Linked DNA regions of Danio rerio: region 2 is linked to region 1. The links are chromatin contacts, called in public Hi-C maps. All regions are on one chromosome and are shown on one strand. Each heading gives the region's core, a stretch centred on a gene start, on an enhancer-like site or on the middle of the called end of the contact. The rest is flanking DNA. Distances are from core to core; before and after follow the strand shown.

Region 1 (4,522 bases), core at 606-3,105:
AATAAAAACTTCGCTTGATTAGTTGTGAAATGTGCAAGCAATTTGAGTGATTTTTTTTCCTGGTCATTTGTTTATTCTAAAACCACCTTAGAAGAGTTTTGTCATTTTGTTATTTTCACAACAAATATAATTTTGTTTTGTGGTGAAAGTCTGAACTCTTCTTTCATAGCTGGCATTTCATGAATCCTAAACACCAACAAATAACATTTTTCAAACATTTAGCAGAATTTGACATATGTCCACATTTTAAGCATTTAACAAGCCAAAGTTTTTTCAAACAGGCTTTTTGCTGTCGTCTCCTTGACAGCCAAGTCCATATTATTTGAAGCACAAAATTGTTTGGTGTATTGGAAAAATTGAGGCTGACTAAAATCTAGGTCTGAGATAAGAATAAAAACAATAAAAATTGCTGATAAGATTTTACATCAAGATTGTTGATGTAAATGTGACTTTTCTATATTAAACAAACCATAAAGTAGAATTGTGGAATATGAAAGTACCAACATTTCAAGAAAAAAACAATGTCCATAATCAAAATTTTCTATGATTGAAAACACTTACACTGGATTCAAAAACAGCCACATTGCAAGTGCTTAAAGGTCCATTAAAATTAAAACAATATTTTTTTGGAAATTGGTATCAGTCATACCTGCAACATTGTTTCCAAAATTCAGAGAGTTCTGGGGTTTGGGGCTGTGTTTGTCTGAATAACACAGCTGAGAACCGGGTTATTAACTGTACTTTGGTGTTAGCAATTGTAATATGGACCGGGTTTCGGGCGGGCGCTGTGATCGAATTTGAAGACATAATGGATCTGAAGAAATAATGTGATGGTCCTACCAAATTTTGCGACCCGGCGGTGTTACAGACTTTAACAAAAAGCTGAGGACCGGGGGTGAGGTAAAATTACGGGATTTTTCTGGGAGAAATATGAGTCTGAAATACAGTAGACTCCCAGGAAAAACAGCAGTTTTGGCAGGTTTGATATCAGTATGTTAGTCTCCAACAATATCTAGAAGGGAGTGTGGTACAAAACAGTAAAAAAAAAAAAAATTATATTTAGAAGATTTTAAACTGATATAAACATTTAAGGCTTGTAATTTGTCACTTCTGCCTAAATAAATCAATGTTTTTTTTTTCCTCATACTTCCGTTTCTTAATTAAATCTTGACCAATCAAATGCATCCTAGTATCTGTCATGCTTCGGACGCTTCTCTTTTGCTTTTCATTTGATGCGCTTGAGTTCAACACTTTAAGAACCAATCCTTACCATTAAATAGTTGTTTATAAACATATATGTTATTGATATAGTGGCTGCTTATTAGTACTTATAAACACATATTCTGTATGGTCTTATTCTACATCCCTAATTCTACCCAATACCTAAACTACCTTAATGAGGAGCAAATTAGGAGTTTATTGAAGCAAAAGTCAAAATAGTTTGCTAAGAGTGAGAATTGGACCCTAAAATAAAGTGTCTTTCCATATAGTGCTATTCAATCATTTGCTGGAACCGATAGATACATTATATCGCAATATATATCGCAGAAAAACAAAATAACGCAATGACAATTTTCTAATATCTTGCAGCCCTACTTCACAGGACTTTCCCTTTGCACCTCCCAATTTTCCAAATTAATATTCCTTTGAAAATGTAATTGTTCTGACCACAAATCCTCAGTCAGTGCTGACCTCAAATAGACATGACAATACAAAAGCCACAAATTCAGACCTTCACCATGCTGGGAAGCAGTAGGTTGGAATGAACCCAAGTTTGGAAGCGTGAGGTGGCCCTGAGGACGCCTTCAATGCTGCAGGATTTCCCTTTGCCTGCTGAGGTGCAAATGCTATTGTCTGATAACTGGTGCAGGTGAGGAGACATCAGGCGGGACACCACCACTGGTCTCCAGCCCGCTGTGCTGTCTGTGTAGTTTCCCTCATAGGAGCGCACGTCTGCTGAGGATAGATTAGACTGAGCCGTCAGCCTCCTTTCAAACCTGCAGTGAAATAAACAGGGTCTGTGTTAGTTTCCTGTTTTTGCTGTCACTGCTTGAGCTTACTCTAATCAATGATTAGATACAGCAAGATCTAAGTTCTTGTGCTGTTATAGCATACAAATGCTTGGCTAGACTTTATTTTGCAGGTTCCCTTTAGACATTCAATTCTACTACATATCTACTAGCAGTAATTTGTAGACAGTCTGCTTCATATCTGCCAACATTATAATTTCAATGGTCATCCAATAGACATTCTGCTGAGTAGAAGTGGTTGGAGAGTTATTTATAATCCATGTATCTACATTTACATCTATTTATTTAGTAGATTGTTTTTATCCAAACAGAAAGAAGCACTTTAAATCACCAGAAAACAGCTGTGTATAGTTAGTTTAGCAGTTCATTTATATATAAATAGACATATACATGCATATATATTACTACAATACACTACCTGACATAAGTCTTGTCACCTATACAAGTTTTAGGAACAACATATAATAACTTGACATCTAGTAGATCATTTGCTATCAGAAGTGGTTTATGTGAGGCAAAGGCCTCTAGATTGTGCTTATTTTACCATACATCTCTGCAATGACTCAAATAACTAATAAAGTCATCTGGAATGGCAAAGGAAGCGTTCTTGCAAGACTCCCAGAGTTCATCAAGATACTTTGGATTCATATTCAATGCCTCCTTCTTTATCTTACCCCAGACATGCTCAATAATGTTCATGTCTGATGAGTAGGCTGGCCAATCCTGGAGCACCTTGACCTTCTTAGCTTTTAGGAACTTTGATGTCTAGGCTGAAGAATAAGGAGAGCTATTGTGCTGAAGAATTTTCCCTCTCCTGTGGTTTGCAATTTAATAGGCAGCACAAATGTCTTGATACCTCAGGCTGTTGATGTTGCCATACACTCTGCAGATCTCTTGCATGCCTCATACTGAATGTAATCCCAAACCATGACTTTTCCTTCACCAAACTTGACTGATTTCTATGAGAATCTTGGGTCCATGCGGGTTCCATTAGATTCCAACAGATGATTCATCCGAAAAATCTACCTTCTGACACTTTTTAAATGATCAACTAGAAGTCAAATTATTATTTGTTGCTCTTACAACTGGGATCGACGACAAGACTTTTGTCAGGTAGTGTATATTAACCCTCATCTAAAAGTCTACCAATAGTCTAATTTGAGTCATAGCTATGTTGCAAAGTAGTCAGCAGAATATCTGTTAACGTATTCTACTAGTCCAAGCCTCTATTAATACAATCTAAAACTCTACATTGTCACTCTTTAATGTTTATTCACAGTTTTTTTTCTTTTCTGTCAGTTAGTTGACATCAATTTTCTAAGATAATTATAGTCATATAAAATGTCTATTGATTAAAAAACCCTGTTAGTTTATTTTAAGTTAGTTGACAAGTAGTTGCAAAGTTACTAAGTCAATAAAAATCTACAGTGGACAAAATAAAGTAAAACACTTATTTTTGCTTTTAAGAAATTAGAAAAGATAAAAAAAGAAGTACTTCATGATGTTTATATTTTGAACTATGTCTTCTTGTATGCATATGCATATATACTGTAAATGATGCGGGGTAAAATGTAACTCAGAGTTTTAGGGTATTTGCTCAGGGTTAACCATGGCTAACCAGTCTTCCGAGGTTTTCACCACAGTGTCAGCAGATGTCTTCCTGACAATTTTTTAAAAAGTTTGGCAAAATCTGGATGAGAAACACAGGAGAAACCATTTATGTAGCGTAAAAGTATTTTTAATATCCTATGGATATTTTTTATTGAAAGAGAATTGTGAAAGTATGTACGTAAAATCTTATAATGTTGTAATTACTGTCTTCTAGGCTAAAAGATGAAAACATTTTGAAATGCTGTGACTGCAAGCCTGGATAATAGACTGGATAATGATGCAAATACCACATTTCTAGAACTGACCACATTTCTAGAACTGCTCGATCGTGCAGATTTGCACTCTATAACATGAGAAAGATCCGACCCTTCTTATCTGAACATGCAGCTCAACTCCTTGTTCAAGCTCTTGTTCTCTCCAAACTGGATTACTGCAACTCTCTACTAGCTGGGCTTCCAGCTAACTCTATCAAGCCTCTTCAACTGCTCCAGAATGCAGCAGCACGAGTTGTCTTCAATGAACCTAAACGAGCACATGTCACTCCGCTGCTAGTCCGTTTGCACTGGCTGCCAGTTGCTGCTCGCATCAAATTCAAAACTCTGATGTTTGCCTACAAAGTGACTTCTGGCCTAGCACCTTCTTATCTGCACTCACTTCTGCAGATCTATGTGCCCTCCAGAAACTTGCGTTCTGTGAATGAACGTCGCCTCGTGGTTCCATCCCAAAGAGGAAAAAAATCACTTTCGCGAATGCTCACGCTCAATCTGCCCAGTTGGTGGAATGAACTCCCTAACTGCATCAGAACAGCAGAGTCACTCGCTATTTTCAAGAAACGACTAAAAACTCAACTATTTAGTCTCCACTTCACTTCCTAATCTGCA
Region 2 (4,522 bases), core at 1,245-3,744, 290 kb after region 1:
CCTAATTCTGGTTTTGTCCAAATTTCACCCAAAGTTGGGTTAAAACAAATTGTTTTTAGAATGTACATGTTTAATCGTCCTTTTTCTAAAACTAGATGGTTTTGGGGAGGGGGCAGGGGGTATATGGGGTGATTTGCCCAGGGTGCCATTTAAGCTAGAACCACCACTGCTTGGTGATTCATTAAATGATCCACATTCTGCAGTATATAATCAAGACTCACAGGTATTAATTTTCTTTGCCTGTATGTATTTTTCTTTTTGACTCTCAAAGTGCCAGTAGTCATTGACTTGCATTTTACTTTAACACCAAAGACCACTGTTTCAGCTAAAAAAAATCTCAAATTCTTGAATTTTTGGGTAAACTGTCTCTTTGTAATATCACTGATAACTGCACTTGAAGATTTTATCAGTGACTTTTTTTCACATCAATGTTTTTTTCCTACCTTCTGTTCACTTCAGTTAAAATATTCTAAAAAGGTGTTCAGTAATGAATACCAATCTTGATAGGCTGCTTTGCCAATGACTGTATTGTTTGTCTGCAATCCACAGCACATACAGCAGTGGTCTCAAACTCAAGTCCTGGAAGCTCTGCAAAGTTTAGCTTCAACCACCTCCAACTCACACCACATCAAGTTTGAGGCCTATGACATACAGCAACGGGAAAGAGACCACTTGACAATTCTCAATTTCTCCTGTTTTCCACGTGGTAGTCATGTGTTTGAATAAAACATCGTTTATCTAGTGAACCAATAAATTATTGCAAATTTTAAAATAATATTCTCACAGATATTTATATATAAAATGGTCAAAATAACAAAATGTCACCTTGTGTTACACAAGTGTACATTCATATTTAGACAACACAATACCAGTTTTTTTTTTTTTGTTTTTTTTTTTGAAAAAAGTTAAGTCTAGATTTGATGAACAAACCTCTGATTTTACCATCGCAACAAATGAAAACATTTATTATTCTGACCAATGTTGATATGGTGTAAAACGGCTGTAAATGACAATATCTTTTACTTTAAGGTGCAGTAAGTTTGACACCCAGTGGTTTAACTAGGTATTGCACTCTTGGATCAAAACAGATGCAAGCGCAGGTTGCCAGATTGACAACACAAACAGCGAGACTGATTTAGATCCTGTTCTAAATAAAATAAAAGTTTTTTGTTCTAACCAGCATGTCAAATTAATATATTAGAAATGACTTCTATTTCTCACAGGTGGACAACAGGATAAACTGATAACCTCAAGTACACCTCATGGGCTTTATTCAGTGTTAAATTTTAATAATGTGAGTTTGAATGCCATTTTACATGACATTTATTGCCATATAATGAAAGCAGCAGCAGATAATTTACCTTAGATCTTGAAAATAAAACAAACCATTTCAAATTGAACTTTAGAATTGTGACTCAGTGCAAGCCAACACATATCAGTGATTCAGCATGTACATTTAATAATGTTAAAGAGGTTTAATAAGCATTAATTAGATTATAAACATAGCCATTTCGTGAGTGAGTGCACATTCTGTCCTTCTGAATAGCTGTTTTCAAATTTCTGTGGTGTTTCGTGTGGTAAAAACAGCCAAATTGCTCATCACTGCAAACCTCGTCAGGTAGCGTGTTGTTAGAACACACGGTTCCAATGTAGCCTGCTCACCTAATGTTTAGGCTCGTAACACTTATTTGCTAATTAATAACCAACTCATGTGGAACTCTGAATCTGCGTCTTATTTTGGAGTCTGCTATGGATGCATGCGTTGAGATTCTTCCTGATTCAATGAATGAAATATGTGGTTTTCCATAAAGGCATACCCCAGGGTGCTGAAATATAATTGGGTAAGCTAGCATTGGGTGGGTTAGAAAAACCATAAACAAGAAAGATATTCGGGCACGGAAAACACATTTTCAAAGCAGAATATCTGACTTCAGCATTGTTTTTCAGATAAACAAGAACGTTAATTTGCCAAGTTTCTTATATCTGCAAACATATTATGGTATTTTTATGCTTTAGAGAAGTCAAAAACTTACACGCAGCACCTTTAAAATTTAGCAATCTTATTATTTGACACTCAAACTCATACCCAATAAATCGAGAGAAACTGAAAAATGTCCAAATGGTCTCAGTTTTCCCCCATAGAAGTATATCATATTTTGTTATCTGTGTTATTAAACTCTGTATTGGTACCCAACAAGCTTTCAGTCGAGTTTTGCTTTAAATCACAACACATTTAATGTTTAAACCATCCTCTCACACACACAATTTGAAATGGAACTGGAACTTAATCTGAAGAAAACAAAACCAAAAAAAAAAAACAGTGGACAAAACATTTAAAAAGATGGCTTACATTCCTTAACAGCGTTGAATGAGGTTAGCACAGAATTAGATGAGGAGATATTTCATTTTAACTTCTCCCAGCGATCAGCAGTCACTTAGCAGAACATTCACACCAACAGCTGCCACAACAAAGGCCATCTGTGCTGTGAGGAGAAGGAGAGAGAGAGAGAAACACGACCTGCCAACTAATGCTACAACCATTTGGCTAGACAGCAGTGGGTTTATGTATAGACCGAGTCCAAAAACTATTCTTAATTTAATAAACCTTTATAAACATTCTGCAGTGTAACAACGTATAATGACGGTTTTGGATAATTAAATATTGCAAGTACCTGTAATTGGAGTTAGACAGAAGATGCCTGCGCGACGCGAGATTTAGTGATGACAAACAAACAAAAGAGAGAGCCATTTTTATACACAACATTGTTAGAGACTAAGAGCACGTTTTCGGCAAACTCATGTTTGACATGCATAATTCATGGTATACAAACATCAGAGTTCGTCATTTGAGGCTACGAGAAGATTTCACACATAACACCGTTCAAAAAAGCTCAACCATTTGATTTAACAAATTAATATTGCACTTAAATACTCTCTTCAAGCACCAGCCGTCTAAGTCTCATATTGACTTCTTGCACATCGCTTTTTTTATTATTTTTGCATGAACTCCCCAAACGCGGTTTACTCTCACATGGAGTAATTAGTAAGAAAAGTCTCGTTTAAAAAAGAACAATGCCAAAAAACTGAACCTATAGGGAAATACTCTATTTTGTAACTTGTGTACAAATCTCAAATGCTCAAGTGCATTGTAGCAAAAAAAGAACCGGTGACTTTTTAGCAGGAGCTACTGCTCGTCCTCGTTCTCTTGTCCTGAGCCTTCTGAACGATCGCCCTCCACGCGGTCTGAGGAGAGGAGAAAGAGCGCTCATTTACACACCTGTTCAGAGTCATAAATGCTAAATGCTACTATTAGTATCTGCTGACAGTAAACAAGACTGGTTAGTGTCTGGTGTGCTGCAGACACTCCACTGTTTTGCACAAAAGCTGAATATCGGAGCGTTTTTTTGGTTGTCATGAAAGCCAAACATTTGAACATACATGATCCACTGATTTGACAAATCAAAAACATAATGGAATTCAAATGTTTTGAGTCAATCACTTAATTGTTTTTTTTTAGCAAGGATGGATTTAATTGACTAGAAGTAGGGCTCATACACATTTTTACTACTAAAATTCCATGACTTTTCCAAAACTTTCCTGTACCTTTTCAAGACGTCATTTTTTTATGTAATACATATACATATACATGTTAGATAAAAAAAAAATATATATATATACATATATATCACAGAAATACAAAATATGGTAAAGTCAGATTTTTTCCAATACCGCGCAGCCCTAATTCAACTGTACAGATATTTGTTAAAATAATTTCCAAAAACGTTGTGGGTTTTTCTGTTTTTCCAAAACTTTTCCAGGCCTGGAAAATGCTATGTCAAAATTCCATGACTTTTCCAGGTTTTCCATAAACCATGTAGAAGTGTTTTCAACATTGATCGTAATAGGAATTCTGCATATTTCCATTTTTAAGGATAATGTGACAATAAAGAGTAATAATGCTGTAAACTGAGCTGTCATTACAAAAAATAAACCAGTTTTTTAAATGTATTAAAATGCAATAATTGTAATAATATTTCACAGTGTTTTATGTTTGATCAAATTAACGCAAAATCCTTTTTTGCGTTAAAAAAAACAGCTACTCAAAAACTATTTCAACCTCTAAATACTCAAGTTTCTCAGAATTTACTATGTGTGGATTTGAGTAAAATGTTAATATTTGTTTTATCATTTAATGATTTATAAATATTCTTATTTAAAGGTGTTTTTTTGTATCCAATTGTTATGATCATGGTTATTTCACTAAATAGTGCTATTGCAAGCTAAACTATGTGTTGTCTAATGAATATAAACATGTCTGGCATCTTTTTTTTTTGTTATTTTGATGAATTGCTAGTTTATGCTTTAAAAGATAACATTACTTAAATTGGGAAAAAAGGTCATCAGCAGCTTGCAGAAACAAATAAAAATTTACATTTAAAAATATTACACAACTACAAAGTGTAAATCCTGAAAAGTAGTCATTTCCAAGTAGTCTTAATATTTTTTACATTTTCAATGACAT

Evidence for each region. A called contact is a pair of places that touch in the nucleus more often than the background predicts.
Region 2: a Hi-C map of an unstated tissue shows a contact between it and region 1, with 2.0 times the contacts expected there. The contact joins two enhancer-like sites. A contact is called at or near these places in 3 of 18 Hi-C or Micro-C datasets (embryo, hematopoietic stem cells and an unstated tissue).

What each region holds. Positions count from the first base shown.
Region 1 is chr9:35,562,051-35,566,572 of GRCz12tu, forward strand. It overlaps dipk2b (divergent protein kinase domain 2B), which reads right to left. Exons shown (of 5, transcript XM_692604.10): 2 at 1,733-1,997. Among named protein-coding and RNA genes, the nearest start is that of dipk2b, 3.7 kb to the right of the region's middle. Within about 2 kb of position 1,856, at least 15 of the 62 cell types and tissues checked have an H3K27ac peak or open chromatin away from gene starts, as enhancers often do.
Region 2 is chr9:35,854,362-35,858,883 of GRCz12tu, forward strand. It overlaps dcaf6 (ddb1 and cul4 associated factor 6), which reads right to left. Exons shown (of 19, transcript NM_001145090.1): 19 at 3,185-3,243. The coding sequence ends at 3,185. It also overlaps a transcript of gpr161b not described here. Among named protein-coding and RNA genes, the nearest start is that of gpr161b, 17 kb to the left of the region's middle. Within about 2 kb of position 2,495, at least 5 of the 62 cell types and tissues checked have an H3K27ac peak or open chromatin away from gene starts, as enhancers often do.